Linked DNA regions of Drosophila melanogaster: region 1 is linked to region 2. A link is a contact called in public HiChIP or PLAC-seq data. All regions are on one chromosome and are shown on one strand. The core of a region is the stretch at or near the end of the contact, and the rest is flanking DNA. Distances in the headings are between cores, read along the strand shown.

The links. HiChIP or PLAC-seq counts read pairs in DNA pulled down with a chosen protein or histone mark.
Region 1: a contact with region 2 is called in a Psq HiChIP or PLAC-seq map of the Kc167 cell line, with 7 times the contacts expected there. The contact joins the promoter of CG32669 here to the promoter of spri in region 2. A contact is called at or near these places in 1 of 1 datasets of contacts at CTCF or cohesin (the Kc167 cell line), 8 of 107 Hi-C or Micro-C datasets (the D17-c3 cell line, the Kc167 cell line, the ML-DmBG3-c2 cell line and 1 more) and 2 of 6 datasets of contacts at active chromatin or transcription factors (both in the Kc167 cell line).

The regions. Positions count from the first base shown.
Region 1 is chrX:10,843,049-10,846,866 of dm6, reverse strand. It overlaps CG32669, which reads left to right and starts at 1,786. Exons shown (of 1, transcript NM_167256.2): 1 at 1,786-3,818. The coding sequence starts at 1,948. The coding sequence ends at 3,762. sbr (small bristles) reads left to right here. Exons shown (of 10, transcript NM_079921.3): 1 at 1-375; 2 at 440-600; 3 at 668-760. The coding sequence starts at 279.
Region 2 is chrX:10,583,708-10,587,794 of dm6, reverse strand. spri (sprint) reads left to right here and starts at 2,373. Exons shown (of 11, transcript NM_001272487.1): 1 at 2,373-2,469; 2 at 2,722-2,885.

The DNA of each region.
Region 1 (3,818 bases), core at 537-3,036, 260 kb before region 2:
TTGCGTTGTACTTTGGCCGTGGAAATTTGCCAAAAAACAGCAGCTACTTTGCTGCTATATTAGCAAATAGGTTCAGGAAGTCGAGAAAAATTTTTCCAGAAGTTGGCAGCAGTTTGTGTGAATGCAAAAAATACATCGCACATAGTTTTTTGCCCTCAAGACAGTTTTCTCAGTAATAACAACAGCACCCACACAAACACACAACACCACTCAGCTAAAAACGTGCTGAAATTCGCATATCTTTTTGTTGCATACGTTTTTGAGTGAATATTAGTAAGATGCCCAAACGCGGCGGTGGCAGTAGCCAGCGGTACAACAACAACGTTGGAAATGGCGGCGGACGTTACAACGCTCCCGAGGATTTCGATGATTTTGGTCAGTACACGGGAGTGCAAGAAAATGAACCCTCCAGTAACCTAAATATAATGTATTCCTATAGATGTGGAGGATCGCCAGCGACGCAAGGATCGAAACAAGCGGCGCGTCAGCTTTAAGCCCTCCCAATGTCTACATAACAAAAAGGACATCAAGCTGCGACCCGAAGATTTGCGTCGATGGGACGAGGATGATGACATGAGCGACATGACCACGGCCGTTAAGGTGCCCACCAACCCCACATGTTATCCCTATGCACATTTCTAATCTAATGTATAATTAATTCCAACAGGATAGACCCACCTCCCGACGTCGGGGATCGCCCATTCCGCGCGGCAAGTTCGGCAAACTGATGCCCAACAGCTTTGGCTGGTACCAAGTCACGGTGAGTTTGGACTACCATGTCATATAGATATCATAGCCGCAATGGCCCAGACCAAAATCATGTGATTTAATAGTAGTTTTATTACTAAGCTAAAGAAGCAAAAGCATTCAGTCCTCCAGCACCTGTTAGATTTATAACGTTCGCCATTATACAAATTAATCGACTGTTCTACTGGATGGCTCTTCTTATGCGAAGTACATATATGTTAAATGTAGTTTTAAGTATTTAGATTACTAACGTCACATAAAACTTCCAGAAGTTTGCTCCAGTGCTCTACTAATTTCCCGCCCCTACATAGAACTACAAACCCCAGACTGGTCCATATAGATACCAGATTTACGACAGCAGTCATAGAACTATTTTTGGTCTCCAAGAACATCATGTGATTCGTCTGATGGCTTTTTTTTTTTGTTATTGGCAAAAGATCGCGTTGAGGGAGCAAAGTATCCGGCAAGAATCGCATAAGTTACAGCGAAATGTTGAGACTTATTTGTTTATTTGTACACTGCTTCCAAAGCTCCAATGCCGACTTGCCGACTGGGCTCTTTGTGTTTATTAATTAATTTCCCTCGTAAAAATCGTAAAGCAAACAAGCCAAAGTTGGGCCGGGGGGATACCAGCTCTACACAGCTAACGACAATCGGGTACTACAATTACAATTGCAATCCGACGAGCGGGCAAATAAATATTTATGGATGGCTAAACACAGTCGTCCACAGTACCAGCCACAAGTGTTTGTCGGCACGAGCTAAAAGTGCAATGAAGTCGAGCCTTTGGTGGTTTGACAGTTGCCATGACCCTCACCTAAATGGTTTCCCATTTTAAGGGCTTGCGGGCCTGCGGTTGGGTTATCCTTCGCCTGGTTGTCACCCTATCCAGCCGCACGTGGTGCAACACAACAGGTCGCTATCTCTCGACGGGGTCGTAAATGCCATAGTAAAATGCCCAATGCTGACTCTCCACCAACAAAAGCTTGCGGTTTCATTCCGTTTGGGCCTTTATTTCATCGACGGCCGGCAGACGGTGAAGACGTGTTCCAACGTCCGACGCCCCATAGAATATATCGCTTGAATCTCAAGAGGCCCGATTAGGGGCAACTTATCAGTTTGGAGTGATTAGATGTGCGACTAGGGTTCCGTCGGGAAAATCAGCCTAACACGTGCCCCACTTAAAACCCGGCATCTGCAATGGCTACTTTGGGCGCCTGGGACTACACGATCCTGGCGGTGGTGCTGATCATCTCCGTTGCGATTGGCATCTACTACCGTTTCGTGGGCGGCAAGCAGAGCACCACCACCGAATATCTTCTGGCGGATCGTTCCATGAACGTGGCGCCTGTGGCCTTTAGCCTGATGGCCAGTTTCATGTCGGCCGTCACCATATTGGGCGTATCCATGGAGAACTACCAGTACGGTACAATGTTCGTCGTGATCAATCTGTCGTATGTGTTGTCCACGCCGGTGGCCGCCTACCTCATCATTCCGGTCTTCTATCGCCTAAAGACGGCCAGTGTGTACGAGTATCTGGAACTGCGGTTTGGCTATGCCACCCGATTGGCCGCCTCGCTGAGCTTCTCGCTCCAGATGGTCCTATACATGGGCATTGTGGTCTATGCGCCGGCTCTGGCCCTGGAAGCTGTCACTGGACTGAGCCAGGTCTTCTCCATCGTAATTGTTGGAGTCGTGTGCACGTTCTATGCGACGCTCGGCGGAATGAAGGCCGTACTCATCACGGACATCTATCAGTCGCTCCTCATGTTCGCCGCTGTCTTCAGTGTAATCATCTGTGCCTGGGTGAAGGCGGGCAGCTTGGAGGTGATATGGCGCGTGGCGCAGGAAAACGGACGCATCAATCTGACCAACTTCAGTGTGGATCCAACGGAACGTCACACTTGGTTCACCCAGATTTTAGGCGGATGTGCCACCTATTTGGCCATCTATGGTGTGAATCAAACGCAGGTCCAGCGCCTGATGGCGGTGAAGAGTTTGAGTGCCGCTCGAGCGGCCCTGTGGTGGTGCCTGCCCATTCTGTGCCTGCTTAGTCTGAGCACCTGTTTCTCCGGTCTGTGCATCTACTGGTACTACCGCGACTGTGACCCGCTGCTGGAGGGTAGAGTCAACTCGCGCGATCAAGTGATGCCGCTCTTTGTCGTGGACACGATGGGCGAATACACCGGTTTGGCTGGCCTCTTCGTTTCGGGAATCTTTTGCGCCAGCCTCTCCACGATTAGTTCGATAATCAGCTCGCTGGCAGCCGTCACCCTGGAGGATTACCTCAAGCCCTTGGTCAGCTGCTGTGCCAAACGCACGCTCACCGACCGTCAGACCTTGTGGTACTCCAAGCTGTTGTCCCTATTCTTCGGAGCCCTCTGCATTGGCATGGCCTTCATGGCGGGATCAATTGGCGGACTACTGCAGGCGGCACTGTCAATCTTCGGCATCATTGGAGGCCCTCTGCTGGGCCTCTTCACGCTGGGCATGTATGTGACCAAGGCGAATGAAAAGGGAGCCATTGGTGGGCTGCTCATATCGCTGGCGTTCTGCTTTTGGATCGGTTTCGGACAACCGAAGCCACCGCTGGTCAGCTTGGATATGTCCACGGCTGGATGTCCGGTGGACAGGAGCTTTGCCCGCGACATTTTCCTCAAGACTGTGATAGCGGTGGCCGAGGAAGAGCATTACTTTTACCTGTACAGGATTAGCTACATGTGGTACGCTGCTTTGGGCTTCCTGATAACCTTCTTTGGCGGATGGCTGTTGTCCTGGCTGTTTGCCCTGCTGAAATGGGACAACAATCGACGCATCTACCAGGATGCGGACTGCACGCTAATCAAGCACGATCTCTTCGTGCCGCCGATAGCCAAACGTTTGCAACGGCGACAAATGCCGCTCCTGGTGGTCACCGGCACCAGTTCGGAGATTGGCGGCATCACGACAGAGAGCGCTACGGCGCCGCCGCGGCTGGACGAGATCGAGTGGGAGAAACACAAGGCAGTGGCGTAACTGAACACATCACCTTAGTAGTTTTTTCTTTTGTTTTTTTTTTGTAGCGCCGTTTT
Region 2 (4,087 bases), core at 1,124-3,623:
AAGTTTACAGGTAGTGTAGTTGTGGGTCCATAGATTTTCGAGATATGTAGGTTCTTTACCCAAGAAAATGTATGTTTTAAACTTAGCTTGGAAACACTGAAAATCTCTGTTACCACCGGAAAGGTGTTGAAAAGTTATTAAAAACAGAAATAGTGTATGCACCGTTCGGACAGGTCATTTGAAGTTCTGCATAATATTTAAATACCCTATGTCAAGGTATTACAAAATAATAAAACAAAAATAATAGCTAAGCAGCTCCACCAACAAAACAAAAGCACAAAGCAACGAACACGCCCCGCTTTTGGGGACGAGTAAAAAAGTGAACAGAAAAGCCATTATCGAGTACAACAATAGTGAAGCTGCCGCTGTTGAGCACTCCACTTGCACTGAAAAAAAATCATCGATCTTTGGTTTTTTTGAGGACATCTATGGTAAGCATCGATATTTTGAGGGCATCTATGATAATCAGCGTTTTAATTCTATTTTTCCGACCTGTTATAATTTATTATAAAGTTATAATTTATCTAGTTATGAATTTTCATATATTTATTTACCATTTTTTTTTTTTTTTAATTTTTGAGATGGTCAAGATCGCAGGTGAAGGAATAATAACTATCAGAGGGTAATGTGACTTCGAGACCAGCCCTTTTCTTCGGTTTCTTGCTGAATTGTGCACGGCAAAAACAATTACAATTTCGCAAACAAAGATAATTTGCGAATGAGATCGACGACACGACACAATGGCACTTTACAACAACAAGAAGAACAACACGACAAATGGGGCGGGTATGGGGGTCTGTCAAGAAAACCTGAATTTCGAAATGGAAGGGCTAAAAAAAAGGTGAAAAATCAGAAATCAGAAGCTTCTTTCCAATTCCAGAAGTCAAAACGCTAATCGGTAATCGACAATTGCTTATCGGTCATCGACAGTTTTCGCGTTTTCAAATTGTTTGTGGCTGGCAATACAAGGTGAATTGTAAAAAAAAAAAATTAATAAGTGCGAGCAAAAAATGCGATCACATAGCAAACAAAGCTGCAAATCAAGCGAAACAAACACGTCGCCCTCTTAACAAGATATAACCGGGTTAAGCACAATAATATATCTTTTAATATAAATACTTATTCATATACGATAGTAAAACTGATAAAAGATAATTTTCAAGAGAATCTGTTAAGATTGTGAACCAAAGTCTGTGCATTCAATTTCCAGCTAAAACCAAACAACGAAAGACAAAAAGAACAGATTGCTAATTAAAATTTATGGGTGTCATAATTTTCCGACAATTAAAAGTCTCATTTTACAGCAAGAAATATTGATTTGGTCAGCAGTACCATGTGAAAAAATATTACTGATATATTGCAAAACAACCATTTTAGATTTCCATGTGCCATAGCTTTGGCTTTCAGCTATAACTTGTTTTAAACAATATAAGCTTATTTTGCATTACACGTTTAATTAAATTGGGACAGCATAAATTTTTGATAATTACAAGCACCTTTTCCAAAATCGAAAGTAAATCAGCACCTGCCGTTTAATAATTCACTTTGGTGAGCAATATTTATTTTTTGCCAACTCCGCGCTTTTTTAAAGAAAATTTTGTAACCGTAAAACACCAATATAACAATCCATTGCATTCATAGTAATTTCCATTTTAAAACATTGTTAATTTACGGAAAGAATAGTTTAGGAAACTTTTAATACAGTAAGTTGACTTAGTAGCAGAAGAATAAACTTTAATATTAAATATTTCTTTAACAAAGTTAAAAACTTTGCTATCTTCCTTACAACCTATGTTAACCACAGTGACAACAATGATCTATGAGTAAGCGTAAAGTTTGCTTAATACATTATATTATAGTTTTGATATTATACTTTCATAAATTAGTATGGTTGGGTAAATGGTTGTAATTAATATATTGAAAAATGTAAGATCTTATGACTGACATGTGACCACAATAGAGTTAAGTTTAAGTTCTTTTTTAATATAGTTTAACTATTAAGCTATTACTCCATGGTTTCATATATCTTGTGGAGTAAAGTGCTGTTAACATGTTCTGTAAACATATGATACAACTTTCCTTAACTCTTCGACCATTGTGCTGTTAAGTTAAAAATACCTCTTAATATACTTTTATTATTGATAAATAGTTTAGATTCATATACATATCTTGTGGCGCAAAGAACTTTTAACATTATCCATCAACTGAATGGAGAGTTTTCAGTAGGAGTGTGACCACTGTGCGCCATCGTTTCGCATCTCGTAATTTTGCTTGTGTTGTTGCTGTTGTTGTTGCTGCTGCTATTATCGCAGCGAGTTGTTGCTGCCGGCGACGATCTTCGTTTTGTCGGCGGCTTCAGTTCAGTTCAGTTTAGTTCGAGTTCGCACTCGGCCACAAACGGTCGGTCGGTCGGTCGGTTGTTCGTTCGTTCGTTCGCTGAAGGAGAATTGTGGAGAAGAAATTGAACCCGTAATCTTCGGAATCCGTAAAGCCGTAGTCCCGTAGTCGTAAGGCGATCGCGAGAATTGAAATTGTGCTGCAACTCAAGTAAAATAATATTGTGTCGCACAAGATCACTGCGTGTCGCGCTCAATTAAATACACATCTTTTTTTTTATATTTTTCCCCCGGTCTTTATTTATTTTTTTTTGTTTAATTTTTTTTATTTGCGCTACAACGTTGTTATTTATATTTAATTGTTTTGTAACAACAACAACAACAGCAGCCGAGTTAAGTGCGAAAAGTGAAGTGAAGTTTGTCGGCGAGTGAGTGCGAGTGCGCACAAAAATTGGAGCAGGTTCCAGAGATCTTGAGATCTTCAGAACTAGAGATTCCCAGTTCCTAGGCTCCCGGGTTGCGACTTTTGGCGGCATTGGCGTTCCCCTGGTAATTTAATTGAAAGTGATGATCGTAGCCCATCCATAAAGCCACTTACCGGTAGTTCCCCCATCCTTTCACAAGTTCAAGTTCACCGACCACGCGGACTCCTTTTTTCGCTCTTCCACCCGCTCTCTCTTCTCACTCTATCTCTCTTGATCGCTTGCCCTTCTTTCACTCGAAGAAAATACAGTGCACACTCGAGATGGTGAATTTGGATTGGCCATTAATTGCTCCCAGTTTGGGTTATCATACTAAATCTTTGTACAATATCTTTGGAAAAAGATTAAAACCTAACTTTAAATAAATAGTAATAATTACTGCTGTACAACTATTCTTTTTTTTTTCTGAGTGAAAAGCTCTTTTGTCTTTCTCGCCAAAAGTGCGTTGGATTTCTTTACATTGTGCCTGGTTCTCTTCGGTTTACACACTCGGTACATTGCACCCTTGGTCCCTGTTTCCTTTAGTGTCGTCTTTCGCTTTCAATGCATTTTGACAGTGGATTGCTAATCGGCCAGGTATTCGCAGGCCACCTTATAGCACCTACCATATATACCCATCGTACATCTACATACCATTCATACATACAATCGCATTCGCATTCGTATATTCGCATTCGCATTCCTGTCGCCGTTGTCATTTCCTCACCTCATCGGGCACCGCCCTCTTGCTTTCACGCACCTGATGATAAACGGCTCAAATTTTGATAATGTGTACGGATTGTGCTGCAAATTGCTCAAATGGCTAATCAGCTGTTGCTAGCACATATGTATAACCCCCTATACTCCATATCTTTCCAATGAAATCGGCGGGAAATTGGCTTTGTCTCGAGTCTTATCGCATGCCAAAAAAAAAAAACGAAAAATCAAAAGGCAAAAACCCAAAACTTAAGTCTGAGCTCCAAGTCTAAACCAAAACCGCAACATCATCTCAATATTTCCTTAACCACAAGTGCACAGAGCAAACAAGGTCTACTATTACTATTGACTAATTAGGCATTCTTAAGATATAAAAATATATAAATAGAGCAAAATGGTATAACAATTATAATCTATATTATCTAACATAATATCCAAAACCGTGGTGTGCGTGAAACGTGCCCTAATTTTCGCTCTGTGTGCGTGCATCAGCGGATTGCTGATAAGTGGAGAATGTTTATTGTCATTACCTGTGTCCCACTACCTGTACATTCCCCTACCCTGCGGTACTAC